Linked DNA regions of Ovis aries: region 2 is linked to region 1. A link is a contact called in public Hi-C data. All regions are on one chromosome and are shown on one strand. The core of a region is the stretch at or near the end of the contact, and the rest is flanking DNA. Distances in the headings are between cores, read along the strand shown.

What was found. A called contact is a pair of places that touch in the nucleus more often than the background predicts.
Region 2: a Hi-C map of tail adipose tissue shows a contact between it and region 1, with 8 times the contacts expected there. The contact joins the promoter of CEP43 here to the enhancer-like site in region 1. A contact is called at or near these places in 11 of 16 Hi-C or Micro-C datasets (blood, liver, mixed tissues and 4 more).

The regions. Positions count from the first base shown.
Region 1 is chr8:89,385,877-89,390,030 of ARS-UI_Ramb_v3.0, forward strand. All of the region lies in intron 2 of RPS6KA2 (ribosomal protein S6 kinase A2), which reads right to left. Among named protein-coding and RNA genes, the nearest start is that of RPS6KA2, 50 kb to the right of the region's middle. Within about 2 kb of position 2,710, at least 7 of the 54 cell types and tissues checked have an H3K27ac peak or open chromatin away from gene starts, as enhancers often do.
Region 2 is chr8:89,522,233-89,526,237 of ARS-UI_Ramb_v3.0, forward strand. It overlaps CEP43 (centrosomal protein 43), which reads left to right and starts at 2,657. Exons shown (of 10, transcript XM_027972659.2): 1 at 2,657-2,839. The coding sequence starts at 2,738.

The DNA.
Region 1 (4,154 bases), core at 1,460-3,959:
CCTAAGGACACGGAAGTGGTGCATTCACAAATAAATGCCTAACAGCGAGAAATGGGGGCCCCCAAAGCCCCACAACTCCACGCATCCACCCACTACCTTTCTCAACTCACAGCCAACCCCCAAAGGAACGCCTTCTCGAGCAGGGTTCGCCCTGCAGAGTCTCCTGGCCCGGCCATCTGGAAACCCGGCGACTGTGCGCACGGACAGAGCACGCAGTGTCTGGGACTCTCCCTGAAAAAGGTTTGCTAAATTTTGCATAGCCTTCCTTTAGAGTCATTGGTCCTCTTTCCGTCTCATTTTCCGGGTCTCCAGTTTGCAGATAAGATTCAGAGAATGGAGAGGGAAACCAGTGATGGCGGAAGATGAAGCGACGACTCTCGTCATTCTGCAGACACACAGGCCCCCGTCACCCCTTCTCTCCCTCCAGCTGCCCCCCAGTCGGTCCCCCCGCTCCACGGGCAGCCAGACCCAAGTGCGGGCACATGGGGCAGGGGCTTTTCCAACTGCAGAGTGAAGCCCGGGGTCCTCCTACTCCGGCCCCGTCCCTGGGATGCTGGACAGCGCAGGGCACCCTCCCCATCACACCTCCACTTGAGCAGGAGAGCTAGGGGCAGGTGCGGAGGAGCCAGAGAGGGCAGGGGGCGGACAGGCCGCTCCATCTGGCCCGGCAGGAAGTCCTGCCTCTAAGTCGGCCCCTCTCCGCTCCTCTCGCCTCCCAGCCCCTCGCGTCACGTCGCCGCCTCGCTCTCATCACAGTGCCTCTGGTAACTTCAAGGCCGTCACGCTAGCCCACAAGGCAGAGCAAGCCAGAGGGGAGACGCTGTAAGACCCCTCGTCCGAGCAGACTGAACTCCAGGTGTATCTCGTGAAGAGCAAACTGGTCAAACAAACCGGGGCAAGCAAATATTTTGTGCTTTGTGGATCTGAAATAAAATACCAGCGTTTTCTAAGCCAAGGATCAAAGACCATTTGGGGAGAATCATGGCTTGAATGTCTGCACAGAGCCCCAGAAAGCGGTCGTGTGCCACAGGGCACACCCGAGGGCCACGTGCTCTGTGCTCAGTGCTGGGGTTTCCGGTCTGGGTAGGAAGCTTCCTTCAATGCTTCAAGGTCTTCTCAATATCCGGGTTTAAGCATATAAAGCAGACAGTCCGATTTTACAATGTAAGAAGGTCAGGCTCATCCCCAGAGTCCCTGTTTCCTGGAAAACTCTGTGCACAGTCCTTGGATGCCCAATTTTGACAAGCAAGCAGTTGACTGAATATGCTCTTAATTCCCAAATGAAATTAGCTCATGGGGTTGATTCTTGGAAAGCCAGGTTTTGCCTGGAGGGTCGCCGGTGTCCTGAATTCACAAATGTGCACAGAAGTGATGGCTGCCGGTCTCGTAGAAAGCTGGGGCTCCCGCTCCCGCCCAGCCCTTCCCCTGCTGGCACTGCTGGCCTTCCAGGAGAGGCAGCCGCCAGGGGCTGGTGCCCAGGCTGTGGGACAGCAGGCCAGAGCATGCTTCCAGACACCAGGCGCTGGGCAAGGCACTCAACCACTGTGCCTGGGTTTCCGCGTTTGCAAAGATGAGGTGAGGTGGTGTCAGGGAGCCCAGAGAAACGAGCTGTACATGTTAGACGTCTGGCTTGCAGGGGCCTCAAGCAGAGTTGAGCTTGAGGATGATGCAGGAAAAGGAAGGGGTCCCCCAGGTGGAGCAGTAAAGAGGAGCCCCAAGACAGCCCACCCTGCTCTGAGAGCACTGGCCAGCACGTCTGTGATCCCCAGGAGTCGACCTCCAGGGGCTTGACTAGATCTAAAACGTTGGCTTAAAGCTCAACATTCAGAAAACTAAGATGATGGCATCCAGTCCCATCACTTCATGGCAAATAGATGGGGAAACAGTGGAAACAGTAGCTGACTTTATTTTGGGGTTCCAAAATCAGTGCAGCTGGTGGCTGCAGCCATGAAATTAAAAGACACATACTCCTGGCATCCGGTCCCATCACTTCATGGGAAATGGATGGGGAAACAGTGGAAACAGTGTCAGACTTAATTCTGGGGGGCTCCAAAATCACTGCAGATGGTGATTGCAGCCATGAAATTAAAAGACGCTTACTCCTTGGAAGGAAAGTTATGACCAACCTAGATAGTATATTCAAAAGCAGAGACATTACTTTGCCAAGAAAGGTCCATCTAGTCAAGGCTATGGTTTTCCTGTGGTCATGTATGGATGTGAGAGTTGGACTGTGAAGAAGGCTGAGGGCCGAAGAATTGATGCTTTTGAACTGTGGTGTTGGAGAAGACTCTTGAGAGTTCGCTGGACTGCAAGGAGATCCAACCAGTCCATCCTAAAGGAAATCAGTCCTGAATATTCATTGGAAGGACTGATGCTGAAGCTGAAATTCCAAGACTTTGGCCACCTGATGCGCAGAGCTGACTCATTGGAAAAGACCCTAATGCTGGGAGGGATTGGGGGCAGGAGGAGAAGCGGACGGCAGAGGATGAGATGGGTGGGTGGCATCACCGACTCAGTGGATATGAGTTTGAGCAGACTCTGGGAGTTGGTGATGGACAGGGAGGCCTGGCGTGCTGCGGTCCACGGGGTCGAAAGAGTTGGACGCGACTGAGCGACTGAGCTGAAGTGAACTGAACTGAAAGGTCCTTTATTCCACCTGCCAGCTCATGAGGGAGGGAGAGCAAAGCAGAGACAGCAGAGGGCAGCAGAGACACTGGCATGCAAGGCTGTCCGGCCTGACCCGAAGGCCACACTGGACGCGCCTGAAGCCTACTCCTTATAAAGAGGGCATGGATCAATTTAAGGGTCTGTCATTTGGAAACATTTAGCGATTACCAAAGCAGTGCCCTGACGCTGTTGGGCTTATCCAGCAGACCCTCTGCTGTACTGAATCATGAAGGTCTTCGGATGGTGGCGGCGTGGACGCCCACCGCCGCCCCCACCTCCCACTGCCCTGCCGCGGGGCGGCTGCAGAAGGTCAGTCTGCCCTCCCGCGCCGCGGCGGCTTCCCCGCCCAACCTGAATCATCCACCAGGGGGCAGCAGAGGACGCAGCCTGGGAGAGGCCGCTCCCCCCCCCCCCCCCCCCCCGCCCCCGCCCCACACACACGAGCGGCTGGACAGTCCGCTCCTGAGGCCTCACTGATGCGCCCCTGGGAATAAGGTGCTGCCTGCCCGCGGAGACCGACTGGGGGAAGGCGGGCTTGTTTTCTACAGCCTCCCGTTTCCAGACCCTCCTCTCCCCCTCCCCTGGGGACCCAAAGCTCCAGAGGTCCATGGGCTGTCCGGCTTTTCATAGACTCCAGTGGGTTAATGCTTCCCTGGTGTAGCTCACACAGTAAAGAACTCGCCTGAAACACAGGAGACCCAGGTTCGATACCTGGGTTGGGGAGATCCCCTGCAGGAGGGCATGGCCACCCACTCCAGTATCCTTGCCCGGAGAATCCCATGGACAGAGGAGCCTGGCGGGCTGCAGTCCAGGGGGTCACACAGAGCTGGACAGGACTGAGCGACTAAGCACAGCACAGTGGGTCCACAGGCGTGTCACGGCCTCTGCCCCCGAGAAGCCCGCCCTCTTCAGCCCGTTGCTGGTTTCGGGGCTGCACCCTGTGTCCTTTCCAGATAAAACGAGCCAAGGCCTGTGCGGCCGGTCCCAGGGGAGGCCACGCCTGTTCGGGACAGGTGCCCCGCCTAGCGGGTCACCGCTCCTTCTCCTCCACCCCAGGGGCCGGGCCGGGCCGTGATAACTGGGAGGAGAGCAGCTCAGAGCACGTCTCCCCCCAGCGAGGCTGCGGATAAAGGCTCCTGAGGACTGTCCCACCGTGCACACTCGAAGGGGAGGGGGAGATAGAAAGGTGGCCCAGTGAATAAATGAACTGTGAGGAGGAAGGAAGGAGGCGAGAACCCCCAGGGGCTAAACGCGGCGCCTGGGGTGGACCACCACTGGGGAGCATGCACCTAACAGGGGACTGAGCATTTAGAACGTCTAATTTGATGGTGTTTAGTGCATTCGTGGCGGCCCAGCGGTAAAGAATCCGCCGGCAGTCCCTGGGTCGGGAAGACCCCCTGGAGGAGGGCATGGCAACCCACTCCAGTGTTCTTGCCTGGAGACTCCCGTGGACAGAGGAGCCTGGCGGGCTACAGTCCACGGGGTGG
Region 2 (4,005 bases), core at 1,407-3,906, 140 kb after region 1:
AGCACCCCCACACGCACCCCCTTCCCGCTCGGCCACAACCACAAAGCTGTGGCACCTTTCCAGGGTTGCCATCACCCCGCCTACCACCACGGTGGGTCCTTGCTGCCATCTGACTGATAAGGAACCGATTCCAGACCCCATCCCTGTGTCTGCCTCACGTGACTCAGTCTGGGGGCACTGTCTTGGTTTGAGGGCCTTGGGAGGGGATCCCAGGAAATGCCAGTGTGAGCAGGGAAGCGGGACCAGGCAGTGAAGGGAACTCATAAAGCCTGTGTCCATTTAACTAGAACTTGAACCCGAGCACTGGAAGCTAGCGGACACACGTGGGATGAAGATCCTGCCCCCAGGGGTGACAGAGCTGGGGGTCCTCACCTATTCCCCGTCTGCGATTGCAGGCACTCTCGGGAGGTGCAAATCCCCTGGCACCTCAGGTCTTCCCCCAGTGCAGGCAGACCAGGCTCTGGTTGCTAAAAAAGCCAAAGCCGGAGGCTGGCCCGGGGGCAGAAAAGGTTCAGCTGAGGGCATATGGGCTCTGCCTACAGACCTGATGTGCCCCGAGTACTGTGAATGCTGCTGACTGTTTTCCATCAGTTACGGACAAAGTCTGAAATGTAATTATAAGTACAGAAGGGAATGCAAGTTCTTGATAGTATAAAAATAAAACTTGAACTAATAACATGGGTGGAAGAGAGTATAGATACACTGACTCCCTCAGCTCCCTTTGCAGGGAACCGATAGGCAATATGTAAATTTATAAATAATGACTTAGGTAAATAACTTAAAACTCACAAAATCTTCCACTGTTAAAAGTAAAAGTATGTAATTTTTAAAATTAGTAGTTGAAAGAAAAGACAAATTTTTATTCTTTGAAAGATGATTTTTACGGTTGATGGGTCAGGATGTATATTATTTAGAGTAAAAAGAACCAGAAGAACTAAAAAAGAACTAGAAACAGACTTAATTGTATTAATAGCTGGGGGAGACCTGGGTTCGATCCCTGGGTTGAGAGGATCCCCTGGAGAAGGGAAAGGCTACCCACTTCAGTATTCTGGCCTGGAGAACTCCATGGACTCTACAGTCCATGGGGTCACAGAAAAGTCAGACACGAGAAGGCGATGGCACCCCGCTCCAGTCCTCTTGCCTGCAAAATCCCATGGACAGAGGAGCCTGCTGGGCTGTGGTCCATGGGGTCTTGAAGAGTCAGACACGACTGAGCGACTTCCTTTTCACTTTTTACTTTCCTGCATTGGAGAAGGAAATGGCAACCCACTCCAGTGTTCTTGCCTGGAGAATCCCAGGGACGGGGGAGCCTGGTGGGCTGCCATCAAAGGGGTCACACAGAGTCGGACATGACTGAAGTGACTTAGCAGCAGCAGCAGCAGCAGCAGCAGCAGCAGCAGCAGGGTATGGTATCAGGTGAGACCTAGGTGAGTAGGGAGGATGCAGATAGTTTTAGCATTTTCTGCTTTCTTTTGATTTTAAACCACTGGTATGAGTAACTTTCATAACAGACAAAACAAATGCAAATAAATCAGAGCCTATTACAAAGAATAGCTGTGAAACATCCTTAAAGAGAATACTGCTGCTGCTGCTAAGTCGCTTCAGTCGTGTCCGACTCTGTGCGACCCCATAGACGGCAGCCCACCAGCCTCTGCCATCCTTGGGATTCTCCAGGCAAGAACACTGAAGTGGGTTGCCATTTCCTTCTCCAATGTATGGAAGTGAAAAGTGAAAGTGAAGTCTCTCAGTCGTGTCCGACTCTTCGCGACCTCATGGACTGCAGCCTTCCAGGCTCCTCTGTCCACGGGATTTTCCATGCAAGTGTACTGGAGTGAGGTCTACATAGGAGTTAAAAAGAGAGAGGCAGAATATATATGTACCCGTCAAAAAAATGATCAGGATTTACTGAGTGAAGTTAGTAAATTAAAAAGCAGTAAGCATAGCTTCCAAATTAGGGAAGTGAAAAAAGTACTGTGTGTATGTAACACACTCACGTGTAAGGCTGTCTGGAAAGGCACATGTCAGTTTGAACAGACCTGCCAGGAAACCTCGCCTTTTCCTTTCTCACTCATTTGTAACTCAGATGGTCACCTGCAGGCCAGCGCGTTGGAGCCCCGGGCTCCTGGAGAAAGTCGACTCTGAGGACGGGCTGCAGACTCGCCGAGCGGGCGTCGGGGGATTCTAGAATCTACAGCTTTCCCCTTAAGTGCTAGTGGTTTGGGATCACCTTCCTCCACACGTGACAGCGCAGCTGTGAGAACACGCAGGGTGGAAAGCACAGCAACGCAGCGTTTGCACGTCCACACACCCTCCAGTGCACGGCGAGGGGAGGTGTGCGCTCCGGACGAGCGTGCACACACACCTACCCTGCACGCACACTTCGGCCGCACCTTGGGAAGCCAGTGGGGGACCCAGGACTTCAGCCCGTCTTCCACAGCAGCGACCCGCGGGCGTGCACCTGACACCATCCAAAGGCCACTATTTCCCCCTGCCTCCCGGCCGAACCCCACTTTCCACCCGGGCCCACCCCTCAAGCCTCTGGCCTCTGGGGACCGCGAGGCCCCGCCCACCCCGCGCCGCCCGAGGCCCCGCCCACCCCGCGCCGCCCGAGGCTCCGCCCCGACGTGACGGCGGGCTGCGCGCCGGCGCCGGGGGCGTGGTCTCGGCCGCGCGCCCTGCGGGCTGAGGCGACCGGCGGCCGTTGGCGCGGCTTGGGCGGTTGTCTTGGAGAAGCAAGATGGCGGCGACGGCGGCCGCGGTGGTGGCGGAGGAGGACACGGAGCTGCGGGACCTGCTGGTGCAGACGCTGGAGAACAGCGGGGTCCTGAACCGCATCAAGGTGAGGCGGGGGCCTGGGAGCTGGCGGGCGGGCGGCGGGCCGCGCTCGCGCGCCGCAGGGCCCGTGTGGACGCCGGCGTCACAAAGGGGCGCGGGGCGCGACGGACGGGCCGCCCGGGCTGGGGTCCGGGCCGCCGGCCACCTCGGGGGGGTCGGGGGTCAGTCACGGGGAGCCCCAGGCGGTGCGGCTGTGAGCGGACGAAGGGGCCCAGCCGGCTTTAGTCGGAGGAGGCCGACCCCGGCGTCCGGGGTCCAGTCTGCCGCAGCCCCGCCTGGTTCCCACTGCACGTCCGGGGTCCAGTTGTTCACTGTCCCGTCTGATCCCCACTGCACGTTTGGGGTCCAGTCTCCCGCAGCCCCGCCTGGTCCCCACTGCACGTTTGGGGTCCAGCTGCTCACTGTCCCCTCTGGTCCCCACTGCACGTTTGGGGTCCAGTTGCGCACTGTCCCGTCTGATCCCCACTGCACGTTTGGGGTCCAGTCTCCCGCAGCCCCACCTGGTTCCCACTGCACGTTTGGGGTCCAGTCTCCCGCAGCCCCCTCTGGTCCCCACTGCACGTTTGGGGTCCAGTTGTTCACTGTCCCGTCTGATCCCCACTGCACGTTTGGGGTCCAATCTCCCGCAGCCCCGCCTGGTCCCCACTGCACGTTTGGGGTCCAGCTGCTCACTGTCCCCTCTGAACCCCACTGCACGTTTGGGGCTCATTTGTGCGCTGCTCCCTGCTGGTCCCCGCCCCGCCCCCGATCGTCCAGTCGCCCAGCGTCCGGTGGTCGAGTTGCGCCCCCCCCTCCCCCCGCTCCTTTGCTCTCCCCCGCCTCTGGCCTGAGCTGCGGGTCGGCCAGCCTCTCCAGCTTTCTGTAACAAGCGGGTTGCGGATGTCCAACAGCTTGTTTCTTGGGGTGTATTTCTCATTCATTCACATTACTGGTGGGCATGAGTAAGGACTGGAGATCACAGCTTAAACCAGAGAGATGGGTGCTGAGAGAGAGAGTGCTGCCCGAACAGTAGCCTTGAGAGCTTGTGTCGTTTTCTTCAGAGTGTGTCAGGATGCCCTCTGACCTCTCTGCACCTGCCTCCTAAGCGTTATAATCTTGCTGGTTTTCGTTTTGAGTTTGGAAATTGCGGTGTTTGTGCTTCTTACCGTGAAAATTGTCTGGAGATAATTT